2 separate regions of the Pan troglodytes genome follow, and region 2 is linked to region 1. A link is a contact called in public HiChIP or PLAC-seq data. All regions are on one chromosome and are shown on one strand. The core of a region is the stretch at or near the end of the contact, and the rest is flanking DNA. Distances in the headings are between cores, read along the strand shown. Region 1 holds the start of FNDC8 (fibronectin type III domain containing 8). Region 2 holds the start of TMEM132E-DT (TMEM132E divergent transcript).

Region 1 (6,638 bases), core at 1,566-4,065:
CATGTTGGCCAGGATGGTCTCGATCTCTTGACCTCGTGGTCTGCCCGCCTTGGCCTTCCAAAGTGCTGGGATTACAGGCGTGAGCCACTGCACCCGGCCAGTTTATTTTTATCATAGTGGTCTTCACCAACTAGAAGGACTTCTTGACCCATTAATAGGTCACAATCCACAGTTTGTGGATCCCTTACTCCCATCCAGCCTCCCACGTCTTGGATGATGAACGGGCCAAGTTTTTCCTCCCCAAGTTCCAGCCTCATCAGCCTCCTCCTGAGAAATCCTGATTAGCCCAGATCCCCTATGCTAGCGCTTGGTGGACATTTGGAATAAATGATTCCCCCACCAAGGTCTTTTGTAGACTGAAGAGTCTGGGTATTAATGTCATATGTGCTTTAGATTGTCCTAATGAATTAATATTTCAGATTCACTTACTGCAAATGCTGGTACTGAAGCAAGCACAGAAGGCCGCTAGGCACTGGCTACATGCTGAACATCTCCTCCTCCTGATGTTCACAACAGCTCTGCTGGATGGGTGTTAGCCCCATTTGGCAAACGAGGGGCTGAGGGTCCCTGATCTGTTTTTTTTTTTTTTTTTTTTTTTTTTTTTTTTTTTTATGGAGCCTTGCTCTGTCTCCCAGACCCCTGGCTGGAGTGCAGTGGCACAATCTTGGCTCACTGCAACCTCCACCTCCCAGATTCAAAGGATTCTTCCGCCTCAGCCTCTTGAGTAGCTGGGACAACAGGTGCGTGCCACCACATCCAGCTAATTTTTGTATTTTTAGTAGAGACGAGGTTTCACCATGTTGGCCAGGCTGGTCTCAAACTCCTGACTTCAAGTGATGCATCTGCCTCAGCCTCTCAAAGTGCTGGGATTACAGGCATGGGCTACCCCATCTGGCCTCTGATCTTAATTAAGTTGTCTAAGACCATAAATCTCTAAGTGGCAGAACTTGGATCTGAGTTTGGGCTTCTAGTCCAAGATTCCCAGTATACCATGAAGTTTCCTACGAGCATCCATCACTTTAGCCATACCTGCTTGCTTACGGGCACTTTGGGGAATGGACACCACATCCCTCTCACATACTCAAGACCAGCTATGTAGTCTGTGGAGCCCAGTGCAAATTGAAGTACCCTGAGCCCCTTATTCAAAAATTCTGAATTTGAAGATAGTAACAGAAAAGCATTAAACTAAGCACAGGCCCCTTGTAAGTGCAGGGCTATTTGTGACTGCACAGGTCATTCACCCATGTGGTGGGTGACCTGCAAGTAATTCCCCCATCCCACATCACCCTGTACCACCACCCCTTCACTGGCTAACTCCTTTCCTTCCCTGGAGACTCAGCTCAAATATCACTTCCTCCAAGAAGCCTCCTTCAACTGCACCCAGTCTCAAGCTATACTAAGCCCCTCTGGTCCCTCAAGGCATCCTGTCCTGGCACTTACCAGACCATGCTATATCATTCTCATTATTGCATGATCCCCATCCTTTCACCCCTGACCTCCACATGCCAGACTGGGAGCTCCTTAAAGGCAGAGACTGTGCTTTCCAGCTCTACGTTCCCAGAACTTAAACACTGGGACAGACACCTTGCAGGTGCTCAAAGAGTTTTGTGGAATGAAGTAGAGGAAAACCAGACTTGGTGAGGAGGAACAGCAAAACCCAGTCCAAAGGAAGGCAGGCTACTGGGGAGCAGTCAGGTAGATGAAGGTACCAAAGAGAGAGGGTTGAGGAAGAGGAGCCATGGGTGTGTCAGGGGTTTGGTGATGGTGAGGACCACAGCCAGTCAAGGCAGGATAAGGAGCACTGTCAACAAACTGACTAATCCAAGAAGGCCTCCTGGAGTGGGAGCTCCATATGCCTCCAAGAAGTAATTTGGGGCTCAGGAATATATAAATAGATCCAACCTGCCCACACGCTCTTCTCTGGGAGTCAAGGAACTGGGTTGTGACAAGTCAGGGAAGTATAGATTCTTTGTCTCTCTGCCCAGCCCCCGGCTCCAGCCTTTCTTAGAAACTATAGGCATGGTGGCTCAAGCCTATAATCCCAACACTGTGGGAGGCTGAGGCGGGAGGATCGCTTGAGCCCAGAAGTTCAAGACCAGCCTGGGCAACATGGTGAAACCCCGTTTCTACAAAAAAAAAAAAAAAATTATATATATATATATATGAAAATTAGCCAGGTGTGGTGGTGGCGCGTCAATAGTCCCAGCTACTTGGGAGGTGGAGGTGGGAAGATCACTTGAGCTCAAGAATTCAAGGCTGCAGTGAGCCGAGATTGCACCACTGCACTCCAGCCTGGGTGACAAAGCAAGATCCTGTCAAAAAAAAAAAAAAAAGGAAGGAAGGAAAGAAGGGAGGAAGGAAGGGAGGAAGGAAGGAAGGGAGGGAGGGAGGGAGGGAGGGAGGGACCAGATTTGTGTCTTACAGTAGGTTGATGGTATCATCCTCCAAGAAGTTGACCAAATTGCCCTTTGAGACTAGTGGGAGTCCTTTGGTAGTGACGGTCCGGTTCATAGACTTGGGGTTTGGAAAGGGTTTTGGCAGTTGGTCAAGGGCATTCATCATGTTGAAGTTTTCTTTCTTCAGTACAGCCTCCTCCCCATCTCCCACTTGATGGAGTGCCTCTGATGCCATCTGGTTTGTTCGGGATGACACCCGTCACCATGCAGGACAACCCAGCTGACCAGAAGCAGAGAGAAACTGTGGGGGCAGTGGCCCACCTTTAGTTTGGGCAGTCTGCAGGTGCAATGAGCTGACTTCATAATCATCACAGAGTGTAACAATTACAGGCCAGCCTCCCCCCTTGATTTGAGGCTACTGCTGCCAGGCTAGCTATGTGGCTGGCCAGACCAAGGGCCAGTGTGACTGTGAAGCAGCATCATGAGAGGGGTAAAACCAAGGAACAGACTGCATGAGCCCTTGGGCCCCTTCCAGCTCTAATACTCCATGGTGATGGCAGCCCTGCCCTTCTCTGAAGATCTCAAAATGCCTGACACCTGTGTCCTTCCGCACTGCCCTGGGAAGGAGAATAAGGATGCTGAGAGACGGGCGTGGGATGTAGAGGATGGTGGTGTGGCCCTGAGAGATAGGCAGTATTGGAAAGTGTCTGTTGGGGAGGGAAACTTTGTCCGTAGAAGCTAAGGCTCTCTATCCTGAAACCATAGGCTGCAGACTCCACTGTGCCCAGTCGGTTAGTGAAAGGGAAAGCCCACATGGTTCATAGGGGTTCATGGCTCACATATGATCAGACTTCACTGCTAGAATTCTAAATGTGCCACACCCACACTCCTAAGTACTTTCCTGTGTGGAGTGACAATGGTGGCAGTTGCAGTGGGATACAGAGATGGGCCACACATGATCTCTGCTCTCAGAGAAACCACCTTACAGTAGGAAAACATGTACACAGCTTCAGGGGTGGGGAGGGGGGCTGTTAGAAAGCACTGGCTTTGCAGAGTCAGATGTGGATGTGAAGTCCAGCCTTGTGCCGCCTAGCTGGGTGACCTTTGACAAGTGATTTAACCTCACTGAACCTCAGTTTCTTCATTGGTGAAACAGGGATAAAAAATAGCGCCTCCCTCACAGATTTGTGATGAGATAACCATGTAAAGTTTTATTTCTTCCTATGGATGAGGCAAAGCAAAGGACATTAAAAAATACCAAATCATATCTTTTTGTGTGTGTTCTATATAACCAAGGTTTCTTACCCTTAAAAAAAAATAAAAAATAAAATAAAAAATAAAGGCCGGGCACGGTGGCTCACACCTGTAATCCCCGCACTTCGGGAGACCAAGGCAGGAGGATTGTTTGAGCCCAGTAGTTCGAGACCTGTGTGGGCAACATGGTGTAACCCCATTTTGTAGAGGCGAAACCTCTACAAAAAATACAAAAATTAGCTGGGCAAGGTGGCACGTGACTGTAGTCCCAGCTACTCAGGAGGCTGAGGCAGGAGGATCGCTTGAACCCAGGAGGTCGAGGCTGCAATGAGCTGAGATCTCACCAGGGCACTCCAGCCTGGGCGGCCGATCGAGACCCTGTCTCAACCAAAACAAAACAAACTTTTGAAAAATAGACGCAGGTGCCCTCTGGATGCTTTGCTGCTTCTTGACACCTGTCGTATAATCTGTAATGATGTGATTTCTGCGATTCCTTTTCATTGTCTATCTTTCCCTTGCTCACAGTAAGCTCCCTGGGGGTAAGGGCGGGTCGTCTTGTGTCGCATTTTGTCTCCAGCGGAGATCCGTTCCGTTTGGAACGGAAGCTGGCGCACAGAAGGCTCTTTAGAAGGTCGGTGTGTGTGTTGCGGCCGAAGGTAGAGGCCGAATGTGGCCGTGGGTGGCGTGTTGAGCGCGGAGGGGGTCGTGGGACTCGGGAACCTGTGCAGGCGGTGGAGAGGGGCGCAGCGGCTCTGCCCCGTGCGGCCCGCAGATGGCGCTGCAGGCCAGGTCCTCGCCGCGCGCCAGCCTGGAACCCGGAAGCGGCAGCGCGGCGCGACCCAGCGGGCGGGCTCTGGGCGCGGGAATCCCGGCGGATCCCGGGCGGGCGGATGACCCCCAGCCCTACCCTTGGTGCCGCCTCCTCCTCTCTCCTTTCTCCTCCGGCAGCCAGCGCGCCTGTGTCCTCTCTAGGAAGGGGTAGGGGAGGGGCGTCTGGAGAGGACCCCCCGCGAATGCCCACGTGACGTGCAGTCCCCCTGGGGCTGTTCCGGCCTGCGGGGAACATGGGCGTGCTCAGGGTCGGACTGTGCCCTGGCCTTACCCAGGAGATGATCCAGCTTCTCAGGAGCCACAGGATCAAGACAGGTGACCGGGTGTGCGCGTGCCAGGGAGCCGCGCGGGCCTCGCACAGCCTGGGCAGGCCCCGAGGGCTGGCGCACTGCCCTGGCATACCTGCAGGGCGCTTCCCCTCCATTCCTAGAGGGCCGCGCTTCTGGAGAGGCTCAGGAAGGGTGGGCGTGGGGAGCCAAGCTCTAAAACAGGGTAGAGATTCCTACTGTGTGCAGGGCACCGCGCCGGCTCCTGCAGCTTTGTTATTTCACACTGGCCTCCTGAGACGGCCTGCCGGGGGGTAGAATTGACACCCCATTTGACAGATGAGGAAAAACCAAGTGTGGGAGGCCCCAGTCCTCTCTGCCAATCCGCTATACGTGTTTTGTTTTCAGTGGTGGACCTGGTTTCTGCAGACCTGGAGGAGGTAGCTCAGAAATGTGGCTTGTCTTACAAGGTGAGCTCCTGATCTCCACACTCCAAACCTGAGTGTCTTTTTAAAAAGTCCATCCCAAGCCAGCTGGGCGCGGTGGCTCATGCCTGTAATCCCAGCACTTTGGGAGGCCGAGGCGGGTGGGTCACTTGGAGTCAGAAGTCAGGAGTTCGAGACCATCCAGCCAACATGGTGAAACCCCGTCCCTACTAAAAATACAAAAATTAGCTGGGTGTGGTGGCCCACGCCTACAATCCCAGCTACTCGGGAGGCTGAGGAAGGAGAATCGTTTGAGCCCGGGAGGCAGAGGTTGCAGTGAGCCGAGATCGTGCTACTGCACTCCAATCTGGGCGACAGAGTGAGACCCTGTCTGAAACAACAACAATAACAAAAGTCCATCCCAAGCCAAAGGGAGCAGAGGGTTCTCAGATATTGAGAAGTAGGGTGAATGACACCCTGGGATGCCAGCTTCTACGGGCAATTCGTTGCTGAGCAGTCTGGGGCCCTTTGGCAGGCCCTGGTTGCCCTGAGGCGGGTGCTGCTGGCTCAGTTCTCAGCTTTCCCCGTGAATGGCGCTGATCTCTACGAGGAACTGAAGACCTCCACTGCCATCCTGTCCACCGGCATTGGCAGGTTTGTGTGTGTACTTGGGGAAGAAGGAGAGAGGCAGGAGGATGGGGCCGCCTTTCAGCTCTGCTTTTGATGCTTGAGTCTAGACAGGAGGGGTTTTTTTAACCAATAATGGATGGGAAGGAAAGGGGTCAGGACATCTGAGTTCTTATCCTATAACAGGGTTATGGGGTATCTCAGCCTTGGCACTATTGATATTTAGGGACAGGTAATTATTTGTTGGGGGGTGGAGGCTGTCCTGTGCAGTGTAGGATGTTTAGCAGCATCCCTGGCCTCTGCCCACTAGATGCTAGTAGCACCAGCCCTGCTCCAGTTGTAACCATCAAAAATGTCTCCTGACATGGCTAAATGTCCCCTGGGAGGCACAATTGCCTCTGGTTGAGAAGCATTGTCCTATAACACAAGATGTCAGTATCTCATTATTTTCACCATCTTCTCTGGCCCTACTTCTTATTTTACTTAAGGATATGGCAAGAGAGAACATTTACTGAGTGCCTACTATGTGCAGGCATTGCCTGTATGTTCTAGGTAATCTCTTCAGTGACTCTACCAGTTAGAGATAATTAACCCTACTTGAGTTTAGCCTAAGAGGAGCAAGTGGCAAAGGTGAGGCTCAAGCCCAGGAGTATGTGGCCCAGAACTTATTCACCACATCTGCAGCAGTAGAGAACAGGAGAGTTCAGATAAAGAAGGAGTTGCGGTCCGGATGCAGTGCTCATACCTGTAATCCCAGCACTTTGGGAGGCTGAGGCGGCAGATCACTGGAGGCCGGGAGTTTGAGACCTGCCTGGCCTGCTTGCCCGCCCAAAATGATG
Region 2 (6,272 bases), core at 3,624-6,123, 540 kb after region 1:
GCAAAGTATTCCAGATGGAGGGGCTGGTGGGTGCAAAAGCAGAAAGACAGGAAAGTGAGAAAAGCAATACCTCATAGGGCACACGGAGGATGGCGAGAGGCCAGTATCTTTGAAGTAAAGATGTGGATTGGGACAAGATCATAAACGGCTTTGGATGCCAGGGCAATGAGTGTACCCTTGATCCTAAAGGCTGTGGGGAACCAGTAATCGTTCCTGAGTAGGGAGCTGACATAATCAGCCCTCTAACAGATTTATCCACCACGCTGACCCCTAAACTCCTATTCAAACTAACAGTGGGGCTGGGAGTCTCCCCAAATATTAGATACAAGAAAGTGGCCTTCACAGATGTTCCCTGGAAGAGGGCTGGAGACTGGGAACAGTGTAGAGGTGCCCAAACACACCACTCTGCCTATCTCATGGGCTGAACTGGGCCCTGAAAAGGTAGTGAGGCTCCATTCACACATGGTCTCTGTCCAGGAGTCCTGGCAGAAACTGGAAAGGGGAAAGAAAGGCCAGAGACCACGCTGCCTGTGGAAGATGGGGAAAGTGAGGGAGGCAGCCCAAGGTCACCCTGCCCGGTGGCGCCAGAGTCAGACTGAAACCCAGGCTACTTGGCTCCCAGTCTGGCTGTGTGGTCAGAACCCTGTGACCTCAATTGCCTGCCAGGCACAGAAAACTGCAACTGTCCCTCTATCTCCCAGCATTTTAGAAAAGCCCAGGAACCCCAACCAAGAGTCAGTTTAAAGGGAGAGACTAAGTCCTCGGACCCTATTCTTAACAGAGGGAAGGGGTGGCTACGTGGGTGTCAGGCAGCCCTGGAGGAGGAGGGCAGCCCAGGGGAGATGGGGTTTTATTGTGGGGGGATTTCTATCATACTGGCCTTACCCATCTGGGGGATCCCCCAAGTTTTAAGTATCTGCTGGCACCCTTCTCTGAGGCAGGGGAGACTGAGACATGGGATGGAGAAGAGAGTTCAGGACTCAGGGAAGGAGCTTGGAAAGGGAGCCAGATAGTCAGGAGGGGAAATGTCCGCTCAGTAGGGCGATTCAGACCCTACCTCCTCAAATACCTTCTTTCTGCTCAGGCAGCCAAGCCCTCTGCCCTAGGTGTGCTGTCACTGTGTTAGGCACTGGCTGTGTGGAGAGACAGGGAATAAGCCCATGGCTCTGCCTCCACCAATCCAGGACTACTGGGGCACAGAGAGGGCACTGGTGCCTAAGGAAAAAAGGAGGCCAAGGCCAAGACCAAGGGAAGGCAGCCAGGACGCTAAGGCCCAGCTGGAACTGCGTCTTAGGAACAGGCAGGATTCTGGCCGGTGAGGAAGGGAAAGGGATCTTTAATTCCAGGCTCAGGGATCGGGAAGGTGGGCAGAGGGACCCTAATGACAGAGTTTGAGCTGCCCATCATCAGCGTTTGAGGTGACGCCATGGTTGGGCTTTGGGAAGGGAACTCCGACAGCAAGATGTAAGAAGAGGGGAAGAACCCACCTAGACTCAGGCCTGGGTTTCTGGGCTTCCTCCTACTGGGCAGGGAAACTCCCTGCCGGCCAGTGCTAGGTCACAAGTGCAGCCCATGCAGCTCCAGTGCGCAGACAGGCAGCCCACCTCCCTCTCCCCCACCTTCATTCTCAGTGTTGCACACAGAGCCTAGAGATTTCTGGTTCCCCGCTATGCTCCCACTTCGCCCCACCTCACCCTCGCCCCCCTGCTGGCTCGCTGCTCTGCCTGTTCCTCCCATAGAGAACCGAGGTTAGCTGTCTCTGGTGAACTGAATGCAAAACAACCCCCCTGGAGTTACCTCAGCCGGGAATAACCAAGCCACCCATAGAGGGAGGTCTGCCTGCTCCCCGCCCCCCTCCTAGCCCCAGGACCCTACGATTCCGAGAGCCCCTCTTTTTCTTATTCTCTCAACCTTGAGAATGCGCTTTGGTCAGGGTGAAAGAGGCCGCTGGTTAGAGACCTTGGGCACACTCCTGGCGAGCTTGAGCAGGCTCTTAGGGACTGGGCAGATCTGGGCAAGAGCTGAGCCCGGCACACCGAGGGCGCTCCACCAATGCGGAGAGCCCACTGCCCCCTCCATCTAAGCGCCCTCCATTCTGCCTGAGGCTCACCCCTCAGCGTGGAGCATCGAAACACCCCCGCCCCCCAACCCCGCCACGCCTTGCTGGTTAAGAAAATGTATCCCAGGTCGGCTGGTTTCACGTTAGGAGGGAGCAGAGGGCCCCGCTTCTCCACTCTCCTTTCGGAGCTCTCTCCCTCCCACCTCGGTCTGCTCCCCTCGCCTCCTGGAGCGTCTCCAGCTTGAGGAAGGCCCGCTGCAGCCTCCTTCCCTCTGGTCTGATTTCCCACTCTTGGGGGCTGTTCAAAAACCCGCTGCCCCCCACCCGTATGCCCGCTGTCCCATCGTCAAAGCGCGCCAACCTCAATCCCTCCTTCTCCCACCCCCTTTACCGCGGAGCCCGGGGCGAGCCTGGGGAGCAGACGCAACAGATTGCAGAATGCGAGAGCGCGGAGCCCGCTCCCTCCGCGCGCGGCCCGCGGCCCACGGCCCACGGCCCCGGCCTGTGCGGGTGCCCAGACCCCCGCCCTCCGGGCTCGCCTAAGCCGGCCATTTAGATGCAGCTCACAGGACCGCGGGCGTGCGAGCCGCGGCGGCTCCCCGGCCCGGAGTCAGTCCACTTCCCTTCCCGAGGACCGCCGCAGGAAGCGAGGCGACGGGCGGCGCGGCCCCGCACCGGCCTGCGCGCCCGGGGCGGGGAAAGACGCGATCCCGGCGGATCCCAACAGCCCCCAGCCCGGCCGGCTGCAGGGGGAGACGGGGGCGGGGGGGGGGCCTGGACGCGATCCGGAGGATCCCTCGGATCCCTCTAGATTTCCGTGGGCGGACACGCCCCCAGACCTTCGGGTTCGAACCCTTCTTTATAACCAGGAGAGGACTGGAGCGACACCCTCCCCCCACCCTTTTCTGGCGCCGGGCTCGGTCCCCTCAGCTGAGCTCGCCGGAGGGCTCGGGGGCTGGCGGTAACTCGAGCTGCAGCCAGAGACGCCAAACCCGGAGTGGCGGCTGCGAGTCCAGGGGGTGTGGGTGCTCCTCTCCCCAGTCTTCCCCGTACCCCCTCCAGTGGCGCCTGCCGCATCCTCACCCCGAGTCCGCGCCGCGACACTTACCGTGGGCGAGCAGCGCTGAGAGGCAGAGCAGGGCGGCGCCGCCGCGGCCCGACATCCCCGGGGCCATGGCCGAGGCGGGGGCGGGAGGGGTCCGAGAGGGCAACAGTCGACGACGACGACTTGGCCCCAGGCTGGGCTTGGTCACATCCAACTCAGGGCTGCCGTGGCGCCCGGCTGTCTCAGATGCAGCTCCGGGACCAGAGAGTGCAATTCGGGGACACTTTGCGGGGAGGGGGCGTCCCAGGCGCTGGCGGCTACACCCTCGGAGCCGGTGGGGGCGCAGCTCCGGGCGGGAGGAGCCTCCACCTCCCCCAGCTGGTGCCCCCTGCAGGATCTGCGAGGCGCGGGGGGAGCTGCACGTGCAGTCCGGAGCCCGGTGGCCGCGGGCGTCCCGGGGGCTACCTAGAGCCCAGTGCTGAATCTCCCGGCCCCACGGCCCAGCTCGAATCCGAACTCACTCGAGGGTGCAGACTTCCAACGCAATCCCCAGTTTCCTCGGTTTCGGTAGTAACCGCACATGGATAGCGCCGCTTTCTTCCTCCAAGCCTCTGCAGCAGCCCAGCATAAAAATCCCAGGTCAGGTGTAAATGAATGCTGTCTTTCTCAAAGAAAGAGAAAATCCAGACAACTTTAATCCATCTGGAGAAGGAAAAGTTTCCGTGCGGTGCTGAAACTGGCGACGCCGGTCGCCACCACCCTAGGCGACGCCCAGACCGGATGCCCGAGGCGGGCGGCCAGATGTTTGTCCCCTCGCAAGGCTCGCTCCTCCGCTCCAGCGCGCTTTCTCCAGTCTGGATCAGGGCCCAGGCTCCACACAGGCCGGCTCAGCGCCTCCTGCCCAGGCAGCCGCTCGGCGGCTGGGGCGAGGGTGGCGCGGCCAGAACGGGCTGCCCCATGTAGATGGGGCTTGGAGAAGCGAGGGAGCGAGAAAGCCGGCTAATGCGCCCTGCCCCGAGCCCTTCCTGCCCAGGACGTCGACTCCAGCTTGATGACCATAAACGCTGTAAGATGCAGAGGGGCTCCTGCAGCTCGCGGCAGCTCCGGGCCACCCCGCTAAGGTCTCGCTGTCTCGGCAGAGGGGCGCGCTGCCCCGCCTCGCTCCTCGCTTTCCCTGGGGGAACCTGCACAAACCTTGAACTTTTCTGGGGTTCAGAGTCTCCGACGCCTCCTCCCCGCCGCCCCCACCCTGTCCCCGGACGCCCGTTCGCCCGCTGTCTCGATGCTGCCGGGCATCGGCTCCCGCTCCCTCCGAGTCAGTTTGGGCGAGCGGATCGCCGCGCCAGTCCGGGCTGCGGGCGGTGAGACGCGGGCGCGGCGCCAGGGGCCAGGGCAGCCGGCACCTGCGCAGCCTGCGGCCAGGGAAGCGGCAGCTGGTGCCTACGGGGCCGAGAGGAGAGGAGGTGCTGGCAGGGGAGCCGGCTCCCCATGGACGTGTGTGGGGGGAGAAGAAGAATCGAGGAGCAAAAAGGAAGAGGAGGTGGGGGAAGCCACAGTTGCACGAAGCAGCCGCCGCCGCCTTCGCCGCCTCCTCGGCGCTCGCGCCGGCTGCTCCGCCGTAAATGACTCGAGAGAGACACACACACTCGCGCTCGCCCGCCCTCCTCCTCCGTCCGGGATTCAGCGCCCACCCGGGCAGAAGCGGGCGCCGAGCTTGGCGCGCTCACTCCCACCCCTCCCAGATTCCCCGTGGTCACGTGGCCCCGGAGCGCGCGGCCCACAGCTCGCGCGCCACGGAGACTCCCCCACTCCTAGCTCCCCCTCCTCTGTCCACGTGTCCATTCCGCATTCCTAGCCTGGCGGCGCGCGCGGCTCCTTAATGAGACTCGGGCCAAGGGCCGACCTCGCGATTCCGCTCGCCCCTATTTTATGTTTGATTTTTCCTTCCCAACGCCGGCTAGCGCTGGGACCCGAATGGGGCCGGCCAGCTGCGGCGGGAGGAGCCTCCACCTCCCTCAGCTGCGTTTCTCCAGGGTAGACGCCACCGCAGTCACTGATGTCCCTTTTCAAAGGATGCACGCTCCCCACCGGGCGCCGGAGGTGTTTTGCAGCCGCTCTTCCAGAGGCGCGGGTAGGGGGCACCCTACCCCCACCCCCAGAGTTCGCTGGGCACTGGCTGGGAATCAGCCTCGCTGCTGTGCCCAGCTCCTCTCGGGCCGCGGGGGCTCTGGGGCTCAGCTTCGTGCGGGATGGGTCCGGGGCGCAGCTGCGGGAAAGCTATTTATTCTGTTGCTGGGGAAGGAAGACGGAGAAGAGGAGGGGACAGTGCTTTCCTACAGGTTGTTTAGCAAGCCTTTAAAGAGGCATGAGGTGGGGGTGGGGAACTGCCCCTCTTGCATACTCACCCAGGCACCTGCTGACTATCGGGAGGGGTGGCTGGAGTGATATCTGTTCCCACCATCAGGCCCTTTCCATTAGAGTGCAAGCTAGATCAGACCCGGCAAGTCAACCTTCACACCTCATCTGTCAACCAGGCATCGGATCCATGGCAATGATTTTATAGCTTCGTTGGGTATCAACTCCAATTCCCAGAGGGTGAATTTCAATCCTACCCTGCTCTGGAGGGACAGGGTCTTCAATCCCATGGACATATCCCTACTGGGGAGGATATGGATCTCGAGGGTCACCCTTCCATACCTCTGCACTCAACTGGAGTGAGAGTGTGGGGCCAGGTCAGAGCAAAGCCAGCTGGAGCACTCAAACCGTGCCCTCCATCTGCCTGACTCCATGCTAGCCCTCTTGACCCTGAGAGTTTCCTTTCATCTAGGACAGTGACATTTTGTTTTTGGAAAATGTGCTTGCATTTTTCATGGAAGGCTTCCTCCTCCCTGGCTGCTGGCTGTTGCTGCCTCGCTTGGTACTGGGGCCTGTAGAGGGCTGCTCTGGCCCTTCCCCCACCCCCACATCTGTCTGGAGCTGGGGGGAGGTGCAGCCTGAGGAGAGCTGGCCAGCTCTTGGAGGCCCTGGGGATAGAAGGTGCTGGAGTCGTCAAAGAAGATTATTCTCATTAGGCCCCTAATGCCTGATGGCAATTAATGTCACCCAAGGGCTTATTCACCAACCCCCTGAGAAGCAAGCTAGCAATCAGGCTCTGTGTGGGGGAGAAAG

The links. HiChIP or PLAC-seq counts read pairs in DNA pulled down with a chosen protein or histone mark.
Region 2: an H3K4me3 HiChIP or PLAC-seq map of stem cell-derived excitatory neurons shows a contact between it and region 1, with 6 times the contacts expected there. The contact joins the promoter of TMEM132E-DT here to the promoter of FNDC8 in region 1. A contact is called at or near these places in 1 of 7 Hi-C or Micro-C datasets (stem cell-derived neural progenitor cells) and 1 of 1 datasets of contacts at active chromatin or transcription factors (stem cell-derived excitatory neurons).

Annotation. Positions count from the first base shown.
Region 1 is chr19:32,481,286-32,487,923 of NHGRI_mPanTro3-v2.0_pri, forward strand. FNDC8 (fibronectin type III domain containing 8) reads right to left here and starts at 2,816. Exons shown (of 6, transcript XR_010152904.1): 1 at 2,423-2,816. It overlaps RAD51D (RAD51 paralog D), which reads left to right and starts at 4,456. Exons shown (of 10, transcript XM_001174459.8): 1 at 4,456-4,796; 2 at 5,156-5,217; 3 at 5,708-5,826. The coding sequence starts at 4,715.
Region 2 is chr19:33,024,197-33,030,468 of NHGRI_mPanTro3-v2.0_pri, forward strand. It overlaps TMEM132E-DT (TMEM132E divergent transcript), which reads left to right and starts at 4,874. Exons shown (of 3, transcript XR_675287.5): 1 at 4,874-5,443. TMEM132E (transmembrane protein 132E) reads right to left here and starts at 4,749. Exons shown (of 9, transcript XM_016932005.4): 1 at 3,168-4,749. The coding sequence starts at 3,234.